Linked DNA regions of Bombyx mori: region 1 is linked to region 2. The links are chromatin contacts, called in public Hi-C maps. All regions are on one chromosome and are shown on one strand. The core of a region is the stretch at or near the end of the contact, and the rest is flanking DNA. Distances in the headings are between cores, read along the strand shown.

Region 1 (7,644 bases), core at 4,565-7,064, 74 kb before region 2:
CAACTGTATGAAAGGTAAGCAACCGTTTGCACGTTAGTGCACTTTTACCATCAGTGAGAGAGTTCATCAGACGCGGCACCGTCTCTGATCGCAAAGTTCGTCAACTGTTTAGTTATAGGCCCTCCATATGTTCTCCTCACTGGTCAGTTGGTCAGTGGCAACGTGTGGTGCGTAACGTTCGTCAGATGCGATGCCGACGCGTTGATGAGGTGTCTCCTTAGCCGAGTAACAGGCGCACGGCTTTCATAATATTTGATGTGCTGCCTACTGAGTCTGAGCCTCCTGAGTGCTGATTGTCGCGGCGACTGCCGTGGAGTCGGTGCGCAGTGCAGCAGTAAGTACCTCGGCAGTAAACGCTAATGGGCCGTCGTCAACGCACTCGTCACTAGGCCTCTCTGCTCCCGCAACGCATTAGTGCCCAAACAATATTAACGTGCTTTGCTTTCATCTACTAATTTACAACAAACAGCTATTAATGAGAACCCGCGATAACAATCGGAAACTTTCTATCTAATTTTCTGAAACGAATAACGATAATTACCATTAGATGACAAAATGAATGGCAAAGTCATTTGTTCTAAATAACACGGTCTCAACGAAACGTGACGCAAAGAACCGCCACATGTAACCCTGCACCAGTATGTATACCTACTGTACAAAATAATATAATAGTGGACCGCGGTGAGGAGCGTTTCGCATTTGGACGATTCAATTTCATGATGTTACATACTCGTACTCGTAGTGTAGTGTAGTCTCTGAGAAGGCTGAGTGAGCGTCGATTGCGTCGATTGCGTTGAGGTTGAGAGAAATGTTCGCGTGTGAGTGAGTTGGTGCGCGTGTGTGTCGCAGAAGGCGCGGCGGAGTGCGGCTACGCCCCCGGGGCCGGAGGCGGGCTGTCGCCGGCGGCGCGCAGCTACCAGGAGCTGCGGCCCGCACACGCGCGCGACATGCAGCCCTACGCGCACCTCGACGACGCGCTCTTCAAGCCGCCGACCCCGGGCGCCGCCTCCACCGACGGCGTCTACCTGCGCCGGAGTCCCGAGCTCAGCCCCTCGCCGGAGCGCCGCGACGACTACCGCCCGCCGGCGCCCCTCCACTACGAGCACTACGCGCCGCCGCCTCCCTACTCGCACGACCATCACCACCACCTCGAGCAGTGAGTATCTCTCTCCGCACATCTATCAGCACACACCACCCACCCCGCTATATATGCGCTATATTTATCTGCCGATCTTGTTATCGGACAACATTCGCGTAACTCCTATTCATTCATGGTTCGAAATTATCAGCGCGCTGACGTGCGCCGCCTGTGCGCCCGTGAGGTCGTCGCAGCACGTCATCTAAGGCCTCACGCTATGTTATGTTCACGTTACGTATCGTTAGGTTAGTCGACAAAAACTCGCGCGAGTGTGTAATACGGAACTGTATTTATTGCACTGCACAGTACACCTACCAAAACATAGCTAAAACGATGGGGTGAATCAACGCAGTCACTAACGAGCTCGCTCGTTAACTGACGCACGCCGCCCCGCGGCCCGCGCCCCGCGCCTCACCCCCGGGCCCCGGGTCGCCCGCTGCACACTGTGCACTGTGCGGTGCATGTATGTGCAAGTGTTTACCTACCACCGCACACAAACGAACGTACGTACCTACATACATACATACATACACTAATCCACAACACGCTCGGTGCATTGGAATCTGATCATTTATAATTAAATACAGATCTATTTAACAATTGAAACGATTTTCATATTAAAGAAGTAATATCTTCTAATATATGAACCCCTCATGGGTGGGTATGTGTCGCCATCTCTATTGCCACTGCCGCGCTGCAGTCATGTGTTCGTTCAGTCAAGCAGTTCGTTCTCAAGACAAGTAGTTGTGATCTTAATGGACTCTAATGACTATTACTTGTGAAAGCTTACTACCACATTACAACAAGGGACACGAATGAACCGTACCTGATGTGAATTGCGCTCATAGGCAGGCACCTCACTCATGGCGAGGGTCGGTTCAGCAGCTGACGTAGTACCTACGTGGTAGGCGTAACGTTTCTCTGTTGCAACATTACCAAAACTATAATGTAAGGTTTAAGTCTCTTGTAGCCTAAAACAGCTCATTATAAGGATTAACTTAATGTTGGAATAAAAGACAGTGTTCGGTTGAAACCTTAACGAACCTCGACATCAAGGACAAAAGGTCGCACCACGACTCCAACTTTTTAAACAACAAAATATTCAACAAATAAATGTTAGATTAGATAGATTTAACTGCCTACGTAATTAATCCAATTATTATTCTGATTACTGTGGACATAATATAGAAATAAAATATTCAGTTTTTTTCGTGATGCGCAATCAAACAAGACTATAAATCAACAAACACTCGAATATAAAAAAAAAGACAAAAAAACACTCCATTATCTTTGTTTCTGCCCCACGCTTTTTTTCTTCTTCTTTTAAATAGATGTGTGAACGTATTCACAGTCCCAGTCCCAGTCCCAGTCGATCTGGCTTTAAGTGGTACAGAGCCCAGAGTCACAACAAAGTAAATTGGCGTGATTCATGTTGCGACTTAACCTCACTTGTGCAGCGGCCCCCGCGCCATCCCAACCGGAACACACACGAATCCATGTAAAGACATTTTTAAAATAAGGATAAAATGAATATAAATATTTAAGCACACACACACTCAAGTACTGAAGGTTTATTATATTGTTATGCTGCTCTCAGCTTTGTATTATTGCACAAGAACTGTTGACTTCCCTATTATATACTATTTATATTCTTCGTGTAGGTTAACCACACCGCACGCTGAGTGCGAACCGCTCAGAATAACATTAACAACTCCACCTCAGACTTCATCGCGGAGTGCGAGTGTGCGTGAGCGTGTGTGAGCGCGCATGAGTGTGTGTCAACAATATTTGATTAATTTAGCTTCCGTCTCAAACAGGAATACCATAATATTCAAAATTCAATAAAATAAATATAAACAAAAAAAAAGTAGATTTTTATGAAGACTTGTACATTTTCAAGTTTTATTTATTTATTTATTGCTTAGATGGGTGGACGAGCTCACGGACCACCTGGTGTTAAGTGGTTACTGGAGCCCATAGACATTCACAGCGTAAATGCGCCACCCACCTTGAGATATAAGTTCTAAGGTCTCAAGTAAGTTACAACGGCTGCCCCACCCTTCAAACCGAAACGCATTACTGCTTCACGGCTGAAATAGACAGGGTGGTGGTACCCACCCGCGCGGACTCGGTCGACTTGTTTTCATCTTCTTGTACTTATTGGGTGTGTTATGTTTGTTGGTTTATTGTGATTGATGCGTTCGTGCTCCCTTTCCGGCTCGGCATTAAATTTTGTACAATTCTTGTATCTATGTGTGTAGGTACGTCAATACAATACAGTAACGATTTATGGCAACATGCAGGCAACTTAGCACCGGTGGCGGAGTACCGGACTAGCTTCAACCAATGTGCTTAATCAATAATAAAATATTATTATTATTTAAAAAAAAATATTGCTTAAATGGGTGGACGAGCTAACAGCCCACCTGGTGTTAAGTTAATTAAAATCAAACCCGCAGAACTATAATTTGCGTTATTACGGGTGGCATGATGTCCTGTGATTCCGCACAGGTAGGTACCACTTCCCGCCTACTTCTACCGTGAAGCAGTAATGCGTTTCGTATTGGAGGGTGGGGCAGACGTTGTAACTATACTGAGATCTTAGAACTTATATCTCAAGGTGGGTGGCGCATTTTCGTTGTAGATGTTTGTGGGCTCCAGTAACCACTTAACACCAGGTGGGCTGTGAGCTCGTCCACCCATCTAAGCAATAAATAAAAAGTTGGGATCAGCAGATCAACGGGTGTTACACATAGTACAGCCGGTATTGTTGTATAATATATTATGTGTACATTTATATAAGCAACTGGCCAAGCTGCATCTGGAGTGTATATCGAGGCCACACGACAAACAATGTACAGAGTGTTCTATAATATTATAATAAGTATCAGAAACGCTAACGACAGAGGACAACGTACGCGCTGATTCCGGGCCCGCCCGCCCAACGACGGACGCTTTGTAAGCGTTGGAAGAGACCAATCCCTTTGCGATGAGTGCAAACAGTAGTTGACTTTTGTCGCGCACACGGCACTGGCCCCCTTGCGAACCCAGCGCGGCGCTACGTGTAGCTGCGCTGGAGGCTGGCGCTCGCATAGGACTCCGCTGGCCCTCAGCCCGCGCCGCGCTCCCTCGTAGCTTGTGCTGCGATCAAGGACTTCATGTCGTGTATGGACTAGAAGTCATGTCATTACGGATCCTCCCAATCCATCAACGGTGCTTTTAGGTACCTCAAGCACCGGTCACCGTCCTCGCCGAACCCGTCACTTATGACGAAGGACTCGACGAGTAAATTAACCCACAGACACAGCCCACTGAGTTTCTCACCGGAATTTCTCAGTGGGTCGCAATTCCCATCCAGTGGTAGATTCTGCGAAGCGCGGCTCTTGCTAGGGCCAGTGTTAGCAACTACGCTAGGGTAACGCTGATATAGCTTCTCAAGGCTATCAGCATAGCTAGGATGGATAAAAATTAAAAGAACTAGATGTCGCCGCCGCCCACTCTGCAGTCCGCGGGGCTGTGCTTCCTTCCCTTCTTCTATTGCTCAGTAAAACAACGTGATCTCGAGAGAGTGCGTCGTTCTGGGCGTCGCGTCGGGCCGGCGGCGTACGGAGACCGCTTAATGTCACGTTGGTCGCGAGCTTGTCTGCTCGTTAACGGAAAAATATCAATTGAATGCGATAACAACAATAACATTAGATGGCGTTTTGCAGACCTACAACGTACATACACAGTGGTCACGCAGAGTCGTGCGTCGGTGTGTGTGTGTGCTCGTGGTTTCGGCGCTCGCGTCGGTCACGTGGTCGCGTCCTCGTCTCTTATCAGCAGTCGTTGTACCCTGTGTGTGTGTGTCGCTGTGGGACTCCCACCAACCAATATGTTACAAGACATGTCCCTAACTACATACCTACTGCTAGCTTCTGAAAACTCTGATCAATCAATACTAGGTGGTCGTACAATAATAATAATAATATGAGATTCTCAAATATAATGCACTCGGGAATTTCATTTTAACTGCGTTTTATTATGTATTACGTATTATCAATAGGTGCTCAGTACTGCTCAGGATCAATCAGTATAAACATAAATATAAACATAAACGCGTTATTATTGGACAGTTTCAAGTAAATTCATTATTTTGTTATACATAGGTATATAGATATACCTACATATTTCGAAATGATGTATATTACTAAAAAGTTCCCTAACCACAAATAGATGTAATATTTTAGTTGCACTGAAGCAAGACTAAGGTTGCTCGTTCAGTAGAGCGTGTGTCACGTAACGTATTGACGACGCGACACGGCGACCCCGCGCCTGTGAGCGTCGTGCACAACTATATAGGCGCGTGTAACGGGTCTCCGTCTGTGTGTGCATCGTGTGTCGTGCGTAAAGAATCGTTCGTTTTGTACATTTTTATTATATGTATATATTGAAACAGGTCGCGTATTATCCGTCGTAACAGTTCGAAAATTTTATTGATCTTTTTCATCCGCGGGCCCCAGCAGAAGATGAAGAACCAGTTATCACTCCGATGATGTGTGCATTTTCAGCGCGAACCGGTAACTAGTCGGACAGTTACGGTCGTATATTGTGCGGCTAAGCATAGTGTTTGTATTTGTACCTAAGAGCGGGTCGCAGAGGGTGCAGAGGGTGCAGGGGGTGTATACATGCACCGCGGGAACGAGAGAGAGTGCGCATCCCCACACGCAAAGATCAGCCCCACACAGCGTGTACCGGACCAACCGCGCCGTACCATAATGTATTGTACTCGCTTTATTCGTATTGTCATGTGTCCGACACGTGCATAGATCTCTTGTTCACAATAACTCTATAATATTTTAACAAAGCAACTTTATTACTGTACGTGTGTATGTACGCACACACGTCCCTACGTGGTTTTTATTAAAGTATACAGTAGCCAGTAAGTAGTGCTGCTCCGTTGATTTTGTAGCGGGGCACGTGCCGTGTTTTTTCTGATAAGACGAAAACTTATAAAACAAAGGAATAAGTATGAAGAATGTGTGTAGTAGAGGTCGCGCGCCTGGGCTGGCGCGGCCTGTGTCGCCGGCTGCCGGGACCCGCGGGGCTACTCACGGCTCGGACCACGCGGCGGGCCCGTGACTCTTATCTCCAAGATTGCAGTAAATAACACTTTTACAAAGTCATTATTTATTTTACATAAGCGTAAGAACCACAAGAACAATTCGACAGATTCTTCGCTGCGGAAGGCGAAGTTGTGTATTTCCTTAGTCGTATTTGTTTCAATTTTGGCTGTTTGATGTGGCCCTGGAATGGCCTGTGACATTTTGTCTCGTTAGTTCTCCGAAGTCTGCACCAACACACTGTGAGTGAATATAGACCCGTCCGTGGTGTAGGTACCGTCTAGTATCAATTAGAATCGCATAGTATCGGCGTATGTTAGTTGTTTCTCATTTTATTTATAACTGTCATCAGTTTGTGGTTTTGTAGAGCTTGTTTTAACGACAACTCGCATTATATTACTGTTCCGTGCTGTGTGGACATCATTATCGTCTCACTTACGATCACAATGCGCTTGGCCATAAAAGTACCAATAAAGTAATGTGTGTTCATGAATTGCATAAGAACTAACGTACCCATAGTTCCCATAGTTCCGGTAAATCTAAAGCATGTTCGGCGCTCGCCGAGCCGCGCAGCCAACTGTGGCGGCAGTGTGCTCAGGCTCCTTCAACGACACAGAGAAACCTGCGACAAGATAAACCTCACTCACATCGAAACCTCCCTCAGGAATCATTGCGTTCGAGTAGGTACGGCCCAAGCCCACAAGGAAGATTGCTCTCCCGCTTCTTCTAAATATTGTGTGGTGTTGTGGTAACAAGATTAATAACCAAATTCGACAAGCATCATTTCTGCACCGCGGAGGAGCACCTCAGTGCTGCTAACTGCGGGACACGCGGGTGTCGCCAGAGTGCGGCTCACGGAGGCCTCGCTAAGCACCGTACGGAGCTGCGCAACGAGTACCCCAAAGAACGAAGAAGCTTTTGTTCACTCGTAAGCGACATGTGGACAGATCCCGTCTACCGAGAATGGCTGGTCTAGAGCACAAACTATCAAGTGACACAAGTCATTGGGGGTAACACATAGCACTACTGGAACCACTCGGCGTCGCAAACATGCACAGACGAGACAAGGGCACTAGAGTAGTGACGTCAGCAGCGATAAAAATGAATCTTAAAAATAATAACATAATTAGTATTGTATAAGTTCGTTCTACGACCCTTAACCAATAATTTCTAAAATCAAATAAATTTTATTTGAAAAAATACTGAGTGATATTATCAGATTCATTCATTTGTTAATTGATCAGTGTTTTATTTTCATAACATTTGTATTGTTTTTCATGAATACGGACACTATCAAAATTCGCGTAATTATGGAATGCGAGTTCGTATGCGCCACTATGCGGTAGCAAGGCCGCACAAACCCCTCGCCGCTCGCCGCTCGCCGCTCGCAACAGTAATGACGTG
Region 2 (7,021 bases), core at 1,290-3,789:
GTCATAAGCTAGTTCATCCATCTATGTAATAAATATATATTTAGCCTAGTTTCATACAATCCTACACTCCTCGTTATGCCTTTAGATAAGGTGAGGATCACTTTTGTAACCTCTCCAATCATGAGATAAGAGGGGCACAGTATGGAAGCTATTTGAAGTCGTCGTGGCCTAACGGATAAGACGTCCGGTGCATTCTTGTTGAGCGATGCATCGGTGTTCGAATCCCAGGCGGGTACAAATTTTTGTAAAGAAATACGTACTCAACAAATGTTCTCGATTGACTTCCACGGTAAAGGAATAACATCGTGTAATAAAAATCAAACTCGTAAACTTTAATTTGCGTAATTACTGGCGGCAGGACCTCTTGTGAGTCCGCACGGGTAGGTACTACCGCCCTGTCTATTTCTGCCGTGAAGCATTAATGTGTTTCGGCTTGAAGGGTAGGGCAGCCGTTGTAACTATACTAAGACCTTAGAACTTATATCTCAAGGTGGCGCATTTACGTTGTAAATGTCTATGGGCTCCAGTAACCAGTCAACACCAGGTGGGCTGTGAGCTCGTCCACCCACCTAAGCCATAAAAGAAAAAGCTAAGCTATACCACATATCCGTCGCACAGTGCACTTCGAACAGCTATAGATAGTTATTTTAGTTTTGAAATACTAAAAAATCTTTATGACTCTTAGCACAGACCCTAGATGCTCTTGTTTCTTATCTTATCTTGTAAAAGTATTCGTTTCGTATATTTATTATTGTACACGGAAGTATTACCTACAACAACAAAAATACAATACAGTGCTCCTTGAGTCACGTACAACGCGGGGCGGGCGAGGGGCGCGGCGCTCTGCCCCGGTGCTCCCGGAGCTCCCCTGGTCTCTCTGTCCGACGGCGGCTCGCTGCCGAGAGAGACGGGCCTTTCAACGGACAGGTGGAAGAAGGTGGAAAAATAAATCAAATCGAAATTCAAACTTATTATATCTTTGAAACTGAGATCTCATATTACTATATTTTCCAACTTAAAACCTCTGCGGAAGAAACAAACATTTTCGAAAATAGTGACACTTGTGAGTTTGGGAGCTATGAGAATTTATAGTCGTTGTATCCGCGTATTAACATAAAATCATACGAATATCAATCAGCATGAAATCCCATGTCAAGTCAATTCTGAGGTCGTCGTGGCCTAAAGGATGAGAGGTCCGGTACATTCGTATCGAGCGATGTAACGGTGTTCGAATCGGCTACCAATTTTCCTAATGAAATACTTTCTTAACAAATGTTCACGAAGAACTTCCACGATCAAGTAATTAGGTATATCGTGTAATGTAAATAAAACCCGCAATTTTTTTATTACTGGTGGCAGAGCGTCTTATAAGTCGGTAGGTACCACCACCCCGCCTATTTCTGCCGTGAAACAGTAATGCATTGCAATGCGGTTTGAAGGGCGCGGCAGCCATTGTACTGTAAAAACTGAAATCTTAGAATTTATATCTCAGGTGGACCGTGAGCTACTCAACCCATCTAACCAATAAAACCTGCTGCACCTGTGCATCCGATACACAAGTCGATGTAGATAGATCGGCTCCTTCTCATCACGCAAAAAGAAAGAAAGTACCGGCATAAAATAAAATAACAACATACTATGGACAGTATATTCATGGATGAGCCATGGCTTATATTACAAGACAGATTTTTACCTGTTGTTCTTTATTGTATATCTTTTTTAACTTGCAATGTGTATTGTGGGCCTTATAAATAAATAAAAAGAAAATGAACTTTTTTTATGATTGAAGGATTACTGGTGGCCCTGAATCCTTTCCAGTTTCACCAGGACAGGTGGGCGAGTAAAGGCTCAGCCAGGAGGGGTGGGATTTGCTAACAGATGCCCGAGCGTCTTCGAAGGAGACCTAACAACTCAAGAGCAGTTGCTTCGCGAATGAAATTCAGATTTTTGCCTGCGACCACGAGAGCTGTGCAGTAGTCGACATGCCGCCGTACTCTAACAACGAATAGTGAAGAAGCCCGAAATAGAATTAAAAGAAACAATTGGCCCTTAACCTCCTTAATCTCCAACGCTTGAAAATCTGAGAAAGTATTTATAAAATTATACTATCCATTAATATTCTTAAAAAGTATTTGTTAATTAGGTATAAACAAACGTTGTCACTGAAAATAATAACATTATTAATTTAGTCGGTGTAATTGTAAGTGAATGTCGGAGTAGGTTCGTTCGGATATAGTTTCAATAACAAAGGCCGATCGATAGTAAATGTTCAATTAGCGTTAGTTCTGGCAGTTGTGGAGGCAATTAATTAGAGAGCGAGGAGCGAGTGCGGGGCGGCGATCGATTACCGGCCCGCTCCATAAAGAACCGTCGCCGCCGCCGCCCGGGCCCCGCCCTGCACACGTGCCTCGACGCGCTTCCGTGAACTTCCTTCGGTTTACGAAAAAGAACTTTCTTTACCCTCAACCGGCCGATCAGAGGCGGGGCTGGGGGGGCGGAGTCCCGGGGCGGGGTCCCGACGGTGGAGGTTGCACCGTCGCTCGGTAGTGCTGCCGCGCGCGCCGCTACCAACGCACGTCTCTATCGCGAGATCGTTATCTCCTGACCAGTGATATCTGTGACTGTGACTCTGTGATAAACGTTCGCGATAACGACCGGCCAGTCTGTTTCAAGTAAGTTATCTATCTCGGTCATCTTGGATCGATGCATCTCATATCTCTTTCTCAGTTTCGTAATTCTCGGTAACACACTGGACGAGGCTAGATAAGATCCAGTTTTGTATCCGTTCATATCGGTGTCTCTGTACATCAACATAAAGATGATGTGCTTTAATAACGACGCGACTGGATTCTTAAGTGTTCTTTATCTCTCCATCGCGATTTAATCAAATTTATTCAATTTACTTATGCAGTCGTTGTCTCCAAATTTCAAATTCAGTACCATTTGGTCGCGGCTGAATGACGACATATGCATCGAAATTAACAAGACGCCTAAGCATTTAGCTGGTGCTCTGGTTCTAAATAATTCGAGATTGTTAACGATTTTGTCCCAGTAAGTGCTACTTGGGACCCCCCGCACTCTTCGCAGTTAAAATATTGTGCAACAAAATGATTGTTATTATCCTATCCTGTTCTATTACATCAGAGTACAATGAGATGTCGCGGTGCAGCGGTGTCGCGTAAGTACCTCGTGGTGTAGGCACATTCCAGCGCAACTCACCGACCCATAGGTATAATCGATGACTCAAACTCAACTGTATTATCTGCATTTGTTACTATTTCTTATATTTAACATAAGCTAAGTAAGCTCTTTTGGTAAATATCTAAAAAATGACTACAACAAGAATAAGAAAAGTTCTCTTTTTCCACGTACCTAATGAACGCAATAAAATGAAAATAGACTTTGGCAGACTAGAAGAAGTGTGATTTTAATTTGTAACGAGCACAGAATTGCGACCTGTTCGATCACCACCAATTGATAATTGAGCTTCTGTATTTATCTTAATATGGGATTAGATGCAGATGCAGTTATGATAATTAAATCTGTCTAAATAATATATAATACAAACGGAATCCACCTCAAACACATATTGACTAATATAAATTATTATTATAAAATGATCGGACTAACTGATAAATAAAATAAGACATAAATCTTTTCCCTACTCATGTCTAAGAGTCGTGAAACTCTAAAAACATTGCAATCCTTGCATAGATTTAAATAAATAAACATTAATATTTACCTAATTCTAAATTAAAAATACTCAAATACGTCAATTGTAGAGTAGAGATGATTTGAGAGCAGTAAGTACCTAGTCGTGAAGAATAACATGAGTCTGTGGGTTGCAGTTGATATTTCACATTAGTTCAAGTATGATTAAGGGCGCGCTGGATCCTCTGTCTTCCGTTCCCTCGTCGCGGAGAAGGCGCGGCCTGCGTATAATGAATATAGTTTGCTTAACACATGTATGAAAGTACAAATTTGAAAGCAGAAGAAGTTAATTACGGAAGCAGATTTATTAAATTTCTTCGAAATGCCTTTCTCGGTTTTGAATCCACACACTCGGCCTGCGAGGCGTCGACCGCTACACGCACAACAGTCGTGTCTATTTCAGTCGCTGCTTTAATCAGAGATGTGGAGTCGATCAAGATTATTGTGACGTATATGCTTCCTCCTTCAACAACGTTTTTCTTTATTGCTTAGATGGGTGGACGGGCTCGCAGCCCACCTGATCTTAGAGTGGTTACTGAAGCCCATAGACATCTACAACGTAGGTAAATGCATCACCCACCTTGAGATTTAAGTTTTAAGGGTCTCAGTATAGTTACAACGGCCGCGCCACCCTTCAAACCGAAACGCAATGCTGCTTCACGGCAGAAATGGGCAGGGCGGTGGTAGGTACTTACCAGTGCGGACTCACAAAAGGTCCTACCACCAGTAAACTTCCAGCAAAAGGCCGTCGGTCAAGCCGAAAGAAATGTTTCCACGGACGATCAGCCAGCTTGCATCGTTAATTATTAGGTACTTGAATAATAATCGCTAAGGCCTCCAGCGCGGCTAGTCGTTGGACTAAAATGAGGATGAGTAGCAGCACTCACGTTGTAATGTTTATTCGCTTCGGTAACCACTTCATACCGAGTGACCCACCTGCTGATCTAGAGCAACTGAAGTTCTAACTTACATGATAATAATAAAGTGAAGTGTAAATTGTAAGTCTGTGACACATTCAGAGCAGACATGTAGTAGTGGAGGGCGCGACGTCGCTGTAGGGTCGGTCTCGGAGGCGCCACGGAGCCCGGGCCATTGTCTTGCGTAGGTATTTACTTCTCGCTCGTGCTCGCTATGCACAGACAAAACACAAAAAGGACACGATAAGTAAAACAAAAGACATTCAAAGTGTACTTTGGATATTCTATTGTCTTGCCTACTCTAACCAATGTAGAGATGTCTAAGCGGGATAGAGAATATTTTGCATTCCACTGCCAAATAGCTGAATTCTTGTTTGATGACACGATGTAGACAGAACATTATAAAAAATGTCGTTTGGTAATTTAAAAATTATGTTTTGAAATTAATTTGATTGTGTGGATCTGCTCATGTTGCTATCAGATACATGATAATGTTTGGAAGATACGGAGGCGGCCGGCGTCGCACACCTGCTACTTCTATCCGTCGTTGGGCGGGCTGCTGTGCTAATGCGTTTACTGGTGGTAAGACCTCTTGTGAGTCCGCACGGGTAGGTACCACTGCCCTGCCTATTTCTGCCGTGAAGCAGTAATGCGTTTCGGTTTGAAGGGTGGGGCAGCCGTTGTAATTATACTTCAGACCTTAGAACTTATATCTCAAGGTGGGTAGCGCATTTACGTCGTAGATGTCTATGGGCTCCAGTAACTACTTAACACCAGGTGGGCTGTGAGCTCGTCGACCCAAGTAAGAAATAAAAAATAGAGCATGTAGCTTTACTACAATATATATTTCATTAATTTTTATTGTAGCAATTGAATCTTCAAAATATAAATTATACAATCACGGCAAACGTGACAACATAGAAATAATATGTTTTGTGCGGTACAGTCGCAGGTTCGAATGACTAGCCGGTCGCATGCACCGCGGACACGTCTCTATCACCTTCTAAACTCAAACGCAAAACAAGAACTTTTAGAAGCGGTGCGCGCTCACATATTATCTTGAACATGAGGTGAAGGAGTGAGCTCCATACTAGTGAGGAATATTCGTGACGTGACGTGTACAAGCTCAGCGTGTGTCACTTCCAGTGGTCGATTAAATTCCCTTTAAATCAATAAAAACATCGGTAAGGCATTTGAGTACGGGGCCATAAAATGTACCTGGGTCGGAGCCGGAGCGATGCAATAAACGTGTCGTGTCGGCGCCGTGTCGCTTCCGTGTGGCGCAGCGCAGGTACCGCTACTTAACTCCGAACTGATTTAGTGTTCTTGTTGACTTTACTACACTAACGGCTCTGCTGGTCACCCGCGTCCCGCGAACAGTTTATTGAATTGTCCGCGCTGTGGGAAGAACAGGCAGTCCGGAAAGCCGTCGCTGTCTGGCCCACATAACTAACCATTCGGATGTAAAATATTAGTAGTAGGCACGTGCTCCGTCTCAAACGTGCAACCCTACGAATATGCGTCACATTCAGTTCTGTGATTCTGTGAGCTAAGCCGCAGTATCATCATCAAGCAGTATTCACATTTTCTTGTTTCTATTAGTATGCATTATTTACCGGAGTAGAATTAAAAAAACCTAAAAAATATGACAAACCTCCACCTGTCGATGGAAGTCTCGTCAGAATAGGTTTAGCTATTCAAGAAAAGATGTATCTGAACAAACAAACAGACAGATAGTCAACATCTTATATGATTAATGCTAAAATTTAGTTTACTATAGTATAAATAATATCTGTCAGATTACATATGTATTAAGTAAAACTTCTCAAGGAAACACTTCAATTACACTAATCTGATGAGGCTATTTTTATCATTTTTGAAAGACAACCTTGCAGAAAAGCTATTTGCTGTCTAATGTATATATTTATAAAGAACAAAATTGCAATAACGTCAGAAGCCATAGTAGAATGTAGATCCTAGCGGGGTGGTTTACCGGTCGACGTGGCAAGTTTTAAGGAAAAATCCTTATTAACCGAAATGCAAATGTATTAAAACTACGTAGGTCGATCATGGAACTGCGTATATCTGTGAAACGAGAACGTGAGAACAGCCTCGGGCAGGGCCGGGAGACGAGTGAGGACGTCTGTAGGGACGGCCCTTACTTCTTGAAACAATAGATCAGTGTTTGTGTTTGCATTAATAACGATGTCTCCTTGTTTGTCCGCTCTCCCGGTGTGTGTGCACTCCGCCGACGTGTAACTTATCATCATACTTTAATTAGTTAAAACTATTAAAGAATTGTAAAATAAAAAGCAATGACGCATCGTTTTCAATTAAAGGTTGATACGGACCGGGCCGCGCTCCGATCAAAGAGGCCGGTACACGCGCCTTAA

What was found. Hi-C and Micro-C count contacts between places; a contact is called where the count stands out from the background.
Region 1: a contact with region 2 is called in a Hi-C map of midgut, with 2.1 times the contacts expected there. The contact joins the enhancer-like site here to the promoter of LOC101740130 in region 2. A contact is called at or near these places in 2 of 7 Hi-C or Micro-C datasets (midgut and whole pupa).

What each region holds. Positions count from the first base shown.
Region 1 is chr15:18,428,676-18,436,319 of ASM3026992v2, reverse strand. It overlaps Gata-beta (transcription factor BCFI), which reads left to right. Exons shown (of 30, transcript NM_001043981.1): 2 at 850-877; 3 at 880-889; 4 at 891-909; 5 at 912-931; 6 at 933-1,006; 7 at 1,008-1,061; 8 at 1,063-1,076; 9 at 1,078-1,156. Among protein-coding and RNA genes, the nearest start is that of Gata-beta, 19 kb to the left of the region's middle. Within about 2 kb of position 5,814, at least 8 of the 8 cell types and tissues checked have open chromatin away from gene starts, as enhancers often do.
Region 2 is chr15:18,351,771-18,358,791 of ASM3026992v2, reverse strand. It overlaps LOC101740130 (GATA-binding factor A), which reads left to right and starts at 2,539. Exons shown (of 9, transcript XM_038015865.2): 1 at 2,539-2,672.